2 separate regions of the Oryctolagus cuniculus genome follow, and region 2 is linked to region 1. The links are chromatin contacts, called in public Micro-C maps. All regions are on one chromosome and are shown on one strand. Each heading gives the region's core, a stretch centred on a gene start, on an enhancer-like site or on the middle of the called end of the contact. The rest is flanking DNA. Distances are from core to core; before and after follow the strand shown. Region 1 holds the start of ALOXE3 (arachidonate epidermal lipoxygenase 3). Region 2 holds the start of RPL26 (ribosomal protein L26).

Evidence for each region. A called contact is a pair of places that touch in the nucleus more often than the background predicts.
Region 2: a Micro-C map of ear pinna shows a contact between it and region 1, with 5 times the contacts expected there. The contact joins the promoter of RPL26 here to the promoter of ALOXE3 in region 1. A contact is called at or near these places in 2 of 6 Hi-C or Micro-C datasets (ear pinna and an unstated tissue).

The regions. Positions count from the first base shown.
Region 1 is chr17:52,616,030-52,620,203 of mOryCun1.1, reverse strand. It overlaps ALOXE3 (arachidonate epidermal lipoxygenase 3), which reads left to right and starts at 1,810. Exons shown (of 15, transcript XR_011383289.1): 1 at 1,810-2,097; 2 at 2,617-2,821; 3 at 3,822-3,903. TRNAK-UUU (transfer RNA lysine (anticodon UUU)) reads right to left here and starts at 856; the gene lies at 784-856. It overlaps TRNAQ-CUG (transfer RNA glutamine (anticodon CUG)), which reads right to left and starts at 296; the gene lies at 225-296.
Region 2 is chr17:52,827,010-52,831,183 of mOryCun1.1, reverse strand. It overlaps RPL26 (ribosomal protein L26), which reads left to right and starts at 1,813. Exons shown (of 4, transcript XM_002719000.5): 1 at 1,813-1,945; 2 at 2,658-2,830; 3 at 3,684-3,824. The coding sequence starts at 2,663.

The DNA of each region.
Region 1 (4,174 bases), core at 561-3,060:
AGGAAACCTCTCTTTATCATCGATGTCCCACTTAACATCAGAGCATTCTTATCGCACAGCTCTTCACCAATATTCAAGTGACTAAGTTCCTGTGAACCCCCATGGTGAGCTGGGGGATCTCATGAACCAGTGTGAAAAGGTCCAAGACCCGCGGTTCGAGCTCCAAGTGAAAGTCACACACAAAACCAACACGTGACACCTGACACTGGAGGACCCAAAACTTAAGGTTCCACCGAGATTTGAACTCGGATCGCTGGATTCAGAGTCCAGAGTGCTAACCATTACACCATGGAACCCCACTTGCCTCACCCCTTTCCGAGATTATACACATTACTGGAATTCCTATTTTCCATTTCCCCCCTCCCAGTATAGTTAAAAAGCCAACTAACCCCAACCCGTTGTCGGAGCATTTAAATTACTATATATTGTCTAAATACACGTCGTGGTTAGAAGATTGCATGCCAAAAAAGACAAAATTCCACTAATTGCAAAGTACTGATTCCATGTTACAGTAAGATTTTGCAACACTAAGTAAAGTACATGATTATGCTGTTTTTTGCCGTTTCTTTTTTATCTTTTATTATGTAATTCCTGCAAAATGTACATTCCCATCCGTGCCTCGCAGGTGCCGCGTTCTAAAACACTGGCACACGACACCCTCTGGTCCTTATGAAGGCACGTAGTTTTATCTTTCTGGCTGTTTCCCCGTGCCTCATTTGAAAATGTACAGTATTTCATTGCACGCCTAAAGAAAACAAGTCTCCCGCAGTGAGAAAAATCAGACGCCCGAACAGGGACTTGAACCCTGGACCCTCAGATTAAAAGTCTGATGCTCTACCGACTGAGCTATCCGGGCCCTTACTCGGGCTGTCTTCTCCTACCTAGAAGAGGTTCATACAGCCGTCAATCCCGGCCCACAAGCCGAGCAGGGAGCCGGTTCTTTCTATTCACACGACTCGGGCACCGACTCGGAGGACGCGAGCGAGGCCCGGCACCACTGGCTGCGCTTTCTCTGCCCGCTTCCTCGGCGCCCACGCTGAGGCGGGGGAGCCGGGGCGGGAACGGCGCGGAGCGGGAACGCTGCGGTGCCGGGACTGGCCGCGCGGGGCCGCTGCGGACTACGGGCCGCCCTCGCGGCCAAGATTCCTCCCCGTCGCGTGCGACCCAGATCCCGGACGCCCTGGGCCCTCGGGCGCCCGCCCACTGTCCTGCAGGCCGAGGGCGCCCTGGAGCGGAAAGAATGCCACGCGGGGCCTCCAGACCCCGTGCGGCCGGGCTCCGCTGGGTCCCCGCGACCCGCCCTGGCCCAGCGCAGCGACTGAGGTCGCGCGTGCCGAAGGCTGGGACAGCGGGGTCCCGGGAGTGAGGGGCGGGGTGCGTGAGACGGCGTGCGGGGCACCCCCTGCTGTGTGTGTGTGCGTGGGAGGAGTAAGAGCGCGACTCACTCGCGAGTGGCTGCAGTCATGTGAGATTCGTGGCCGAGTCTCGCTCGCCTGTGTTCAGTGATTCACGGGTGATTCACACGCAGGAATTCAGGTGCCCCGTGCTCACTTCTAGCTGGGGGGAGGGAAAGGAAGAAAGGGTCTCTGGAGGAAGCTGAGCGGTGGGCCCCTGGCCAGGCAGAGAGGTCAGTGTCCCAATCACACAGGTGTCGCGCCTCCTCCCTGTAGCTCTCAGCCTCTGGTCCCTCCCTCCCTCCCCAGGGGACCCAGGCTCCTGATCTCCATCTGGGCGAGCCAGCCAGAGGGACTGGCAAGCAAACAAGTATTAGGGTGGAAGGAAGAGTGTGGGCGGAGAGAACGAGCCCGAGCGGCCACCTGAGAGCTTCGGCGAGAGCTCAGGAGTGTCCCAGAGAGAGCTGGGTCCTCCTGTCCCCAGGACCCCAGCCCAGCCCGGCTGCCGCTCGCCTCCTCCAGGCAGGCTGCGGGACTTCCCTCCTTCCTTCCCATCATGGCTGTGTACCGCCTTCGTGTGACCACTGGTCCCTACCTGATGGCCGGCACCATGGACAACATCTCCGTCACCCTGGTGGGCACGTGTGGGGAGAGCCCCAAGGAGCGGCTGGACCGGATAGGCAGGGACTTTGCCCCGGGCTCGGTGAGTACGGCGGAGGAGGGAAGGGCCCCCCAGGAGGGCCCCCACGACGGTCCTGGAGGGGCAGGACTCAGGGGGGACCCCGAAGAAGGTGTGGAGGCGCGTTCCTCCCGGCCCTGACCCGGTCACTATTCCTATGGTGGCCCCTGTCTTTTCTGGAATGCAGAGCCGGGAGCTAGCTCTCTACCTCCCTAGCTCCCATAGGCTGGTGGTGGGCACCGGGCAGGTCATTTCTGCTGTTAGCCTACACTTCCTCTTCTCCCTGGAGGGCTCTCGCCGGCCCCCGGGATGGTTTGCTGGCGGGCTGCACGAGGGAGCCACACTCTCCAGCTCGCCCGCACCTGCCCCGAGCGTGCTTCTGCCTGGGGGAGCGACTCTCCTTTTTCTAATCTGAATGGATTAGAAGCCTCTCGTAGGGGTGGCTAGTGGCAGCTGAGGTTGCTCTGGATCAGCTGAGGGTGTAGACCCGACTCTTGCCAGGTGTCTTGGTAATTCCCTGCCGCTCACTCCCTCGCGCCCCAGGTGCAGAAGTACAAGGTGCACTGCGAGGCGGAGCTGGGCGAGCTCTTGCTGCTGCGTCTACACAAGGAGCGCTACGCGTTCTTCCGCAAGGACTCGTGGTACTGCAGCCGCATCAGTGTCACTGCCCCCGACGGAGCCGTCTCCCACTTCCCCTGTTATCAGTGGATCGAGGGCTACTGCACCGTGGAGCTGCGGCCCGGAACAGGTGGGCCACGGCTGAGGCTGGATGGGGTCTCACCGAGCCTGGGGTGTAGGACCTGGGGTTGAGGTGAGGAACTCTGGGCTCCCAAGTAAATGCTTTCTTTAAAAAAAAAAAAGTGAATTTCTAAAACCCTGAAATGTGGGGGTTGGGGGACAATTTTACTCCTCTGGGACACATGCGCTTGTACAGACATAAGAGGGTACTTCGAAAAGTTCGTGGAAAAGTGAAATTAAGAAAGAATTTTTGATGTGAAAATTTTCCAAATCTGTACATATAAGTGGTCTTCCAAAAATTCATGAAAAAGCGCCCTATTGTGAAAAGGTATGAATGCATTTCAGACTTTTTTGCACCAGAATAACCATCTCTCAGAATTTCATTTTCCCACACACTTTGGGCGGCTCTTTGCTTTCCCCAAAGAAAATGCCTCTAGATGCAGAGACAAACTCCCCTACAAGCTGAAGTGCTTGAGTCTCTCCTGGGGAGAAGCCACCAGGTTGGGGAATTTCCCTGGAGAAGCCCCGTCCCCTACTGTGGCTTCTCTAGGGCGCGTGAAGCCCCTGTGAAGGGGTGTTGAATTTAGGGAGCGGCTGGGTCAAGCCCCTTCAGCTTCCGGAGCTGCCTGCTCTGAGCATTATTGGCAATGAGGACAGAACACTAGGTCGAGGCGCAGGAACCTTCCCCTAACGCCAATAGCGAGCTGTCCCTAGAGCGAGCTGTGACCCTGGGGCGTCTACCCACAGCTTCACAAAATGTACTTGTTCATCCGCCTGTCTTGGTGCCAGGCTGCTGGGAGCAGCATGGTTTGTACCCTGCAGGTCCTGGTCAGGCAGGAGATGGGTGTGGTTTGCGGGCAAGCAGAGCTCCTTCCACTGACCACTGCACAGGGCCACGGTCCCCGTGTGCTTGCCCTGGCCGTGGTGGGACTGCAGGCAGGGGTTAGGGACTTGGGCAGGGTGGCGGAGGTGGAGCCGTCTGACCAGCGCTGTCCTCTCCTTCCCCACAGCAAGAACCATCAGTCAGGACTCCCTTCCCCTCCTTGTGGATCACCGGAAGCGGGAACTCCGGGCGCGACAAGAGTGCTACCGGTGAGGTCGGCCGGCTGTGACATCCCCCCCCCCCCCCCCCCCGCATCTGTATTCTGACCTCAGCCCCAGTCAGGTTGTTCCCAGCTGGGGTCAAAATTCCAGGCTTGGGCTTCTACCCCCTCCCACCCCAACCCTAAGACTGACCCCTAGTCTGGCCCCAGAAGACCACAGCCAACAATTGTCCCAGCACCCTCCGTGACCCAGTGCTCAACCCCAACCATCCTGGTCCCCACGTTGGAAAGACCCTGGTGCTCACCAAGCTTGGTCGTAG
Region 2 (4,174 bases), core at 564-3,063, 210 kb before region 1:
CAGCAGATTAGTTCTCACTGAATTTTTCAATGATGAATAATATCTGAGACTATTTGGTTCCCAGTATATTTAAGATCACAACTGGGGCAGGGTTGTGGTGTAGCTGGGTTAAGCTGCCACCTGCAATGCTGAGGTCTCATCCAATATGGGTGCTGATTCAAGTCCTGGATGCTCCACTTCTGACCCAGCTCCCTGCTAATGTGCTTGGGAAAGCAGCGGAAGATGGCACAAGTGCTTGGGCCCCTGCACCCACGTGGGAGATCTGGAGGAAGTTCCTGGGTCCTGGCTTCAGCCTGGCCCAGCCCCAGCTGTTCACCTATGGGGTGAACCAGTGGATGGAAGATTGTTCTGTGTCTCCCTCTCTCTCTGTAACTCTACCTTCCAGATAAATAAAATAAATCTTTTTTCAAAAATAACTTTTTTAAAAAAAGATTTACTTATTTACCTGAAAGGTAGTGTTACAGAGGGAGTGAGACACAGAGAGAGATCTTCCATCAGTTGGTTCACTCCCCAGGTGCTGCAATGGCTGGTGAGGGGCTGATCCGAAGCCAGGAGCTTCTTCCATCTGCTGGTTCACTCCCCAAATGGCTGCAACAGCTGGGGCTGGGCTAGGCTGAAGCCAGGAGCCAGGAACCAAGAGCTTCTTCGGGGTCTCCCACATCGGTGCAGGAGTCCAAGCACTTGGGCCATCTTCCACTGCTTTCCCAAGCATGTTAGCAGGGAGCTGGATCGGAAGTGGAGCTGCCGGGACATGAACCAGCACCCATATGGGATGCCAGCGCTGGAGACAGTGGCTTAACCCACTACGCCACAGTAACAGCCCCACCAAATGTTTGTAAATCATCAAAATTCCTATTCTCCACAGACAGGACTCTGGGCCCTCAAGGATACTGTTTCTTTGACTTAACCCAGTGGGCTCCTACGATGTGGGGCCATAGAGGGAGTTGCCGGAAGGGGCTGGGGAGCCACCCTGCACAGGCGCCCTGCGACCTTGCACAAGTGTCACACCTCTCGGTGACTCAGCAGCTCCAGGTGTAACATGAGGACAATAATAGCAGCATCAATAGGGCTATTTTGGGAATCCTAGGAGTGGATGATGTAAAACACACAGAAGGGTGTCCCTAGCACTCGGCTAGCTCATTGCGTCTCGGTGCCCTATTACGAAACGTGTGTCTTCTGTCATTAGGACACCATTCATTCCAGAGAAACCACGCCCTAGCCGCGACGCCGCCGGCTCGCCCTACTGCAGCCCACCGCAGCGTCCCTGTGCGCGGGGGCGCACCCCTTCCCCGCCTCCCACAGATCCGGAGCTGAACCACGAGGGGCAGAACGTCCGGACAGGGGCCGTCCGGCTCCTCCCAAGTCAGCGCCGCCACTCTCGGCATCACCCAGGAGTGGGACAGCAACGCTGCTTCAGACCCGCTTCTACGAAGTGGGCTGGGGGCGATCAGGGGCTCCAGCCTTGGGCGTGGGGGCGGCGGGGCGCCCGGCTGGAGCTAACTAAAGGACCTGCACGTTTACACACCCACGTCATTGGCCTGGGCGGGGACCAGGGAGCCCAGGTGACCGGTCGGCCGGGGTCCCAGCGTCACCTGGTGGCCAGAGGTAAGGCCTGTCCTTGCCAGGCTAAGAGGGCGCCAGCCGCCGTGCAACCAGGAGTGCAGGGACGGGGTCCCCTGGGGCCGCCCGCTCCTTCGTCACTCGCCCCGGAAGTCAACAGCAACCCGGCCTTGGAAGGGAGACCTGGAGGAGGGTTTCACAGTCCCTTGCAGTTTCCCTCCGAGCCGCTAGGTGACACTAGACATCCACTTCTCCCAGTTTTCTTTCGACTCCGCGCCCCTCTCTCGCCGAGACATCAATCTCGCGAGATCGCTCGGAAACTTACAGAACCGGAAGTATCGTGTAAACCTTTTCCCTTTGGTGGCCATCGCCGGAGCGGCAGCTGGTGAGGGTTTCCCTGGGAGGCGATTGCAATCCACGCTCATCCGTTCGTGGGCGCGTTGGCTCTCGGATTCGGGGGCCCCGAGACTCTCCCACCAGCCGCACAGCAGCCAGGGAGGGGGTTTGGGGTGGCTTCTGTTTGATGCTTAGCTCAGGGACCACAGAAGGCGAAGGGGAGGGGGACAGGGGATTTGGGGACTCGGAAAGCGGAGCAGGAGCGGAGGAAGTCTAGGAATTGAAGTTTCCTAGATAACTGTTGGCAGTGAAGTCCACGCACAACCGCAGGCCGCGCTCGCCTCTAGGAGGGTCTTTGGGACCTGCGATCTGTGCAGGATTTCCAGGTGGGGGCAGGGTGATTTGGGGGGCGCCAGGTGTTCACACTCAAGTCTCTCGAAGGTGAACTTTGGTCCTTCCAAAACCTGATGTTACAGTTGAAAAATGGAGTTGTCGGTCATCTAATATAAAGAGTTTGGGGGGATGTAGACAGAAAGTTTAGTGATTAAAGCAGCTGTGTTAATGGGGCGCTCTCTCTCCCCCAGGGACATATAGAAAATACCCCAGTGGAGCGTTGTTTCTATTGAGCCTTTAGTCGACCGGCCGTTCAGCTCTCTGGTGTAACTGATGTCTGTGGTCTGAGTTTTTAGGGGGAAGTTGTTGCTGCTGTTTGGGAAGCGTGTGAGGTTTTAGTCATTGGAGGTTCTTAATTCTTCACACAGCCAAAATGAAGTTCAATCCCTTTGTGACTTCTGATCGGAGCAAGAACCGGAAAAGGCATTTCAATGCCCCTTCCCACATTCGCCGGAAGATTATGTCTTCTCCCCTTTCCAAAGAGCTGAGACAGAAGTACAACGTGCGATCCATGCCTATCCGAAAGGATGATGAAGTGCAAGTATGTATTCCTGCTGTCCGGGCGGATTTCAGGATGAGTCGAGCCAAAAACACGTTGCTTTTCAGTTCCCTTTTTATTGGGTGAAAATCCGTTTTCTCAAGCATCAGCTCCAGTCATAATAAAAGAGGCAAATTATCCAAACGCACCAGCAGAAGGTTCCTTGGGAATTAGCCTTTTCTCAGTATGTTGGATCATTGTAAAGGCATTTGAGGGCCCGAAAAGTTGCTAAGAATCTAGACTCAGAATCTCTTTAATGGAACACCATAGTTCCATTAAAGATTTGTCACAGCTACTCACATCTCCAGTAGACCTTGGAAGCAATTGAGTGTTTTGTTTTCAGGATGTAGCAATATAAGGAGGTCAGGAACTGGAAGGAAACGTGTTCAGAAGCACTTTGGGTTGGTTCTAACAAGCCGAGTGATGGCTAGGACTCCTGGATAGCAAACTGCTCACCTTTGCGAAAGAATTGGTTTGTTCACTTGTGTGTTTGTTGGAGTCCACTCTTGCCTGGCATTGAAGTGGGCACTTAACTAGGTTGTGAATTAGACTTGAGGCCAGTTCTGCTTTTGAGACAAAATAACAAGGTCCTTGTTAACTTCCTACAGAAACCCAAAGTGGTGGCTTCTTTTCATCCTTTAAATAAGCCTCCCCCTGCTGGTAGCTGTCAGCTGTAGGGATGCACTGTCCCTCTCTGTAGACACCTGGGGGCATGGTTTAGCTAAAACCAGGGAGCTAGAATCTTAATGTCATTAAGTCGTTCAAAATTGAAAGCTCTTAGAGATTTAATTCACTATTTCCCTTGTAATGATGATCTTGTTTTTATCTGCTTATTCCTGCTATTTTTGAATTTCAGGTTGTGCGAGGACACTACAAGGGTCAGCAAATTGGCAAAGTAGTCCAGGTTTACAGGAAGAAATACGTCATCTACATTGAGCGGGTGCAGCGAGAAAAGGCCAATGGCACAACTGTCCATGTGGGCATTCACCCCAGCAAGGTGGGTGTTCTGAGAACGCTTGAAACAGAAGGAAGTGAGCACAGTTATTAGCAGGTGTGACTGCTTGTTTACAGACAGTCGCAGGGAAACAGTCCCTGATTTTAGATGTGCTGGGAATCTTGTAAAGCAAATTCTGTATTTGTTTTGAAAATTCAAATACTACTTAAAATGTTTCTGAAACCAAAGTGTCTTTAACAGTTGCTCTGTTTGTATATTTAATGTATCTTTTTCCAAAAACTATGGGAAACCTGGCAGATGAACAGCCTTAGCAATTTATAGATCCTAAAATTTAAAAATAAGATCATTATTAGGTGAATTGGAGCCTTAGCGCTGTTCGTTTTTGTGTATCA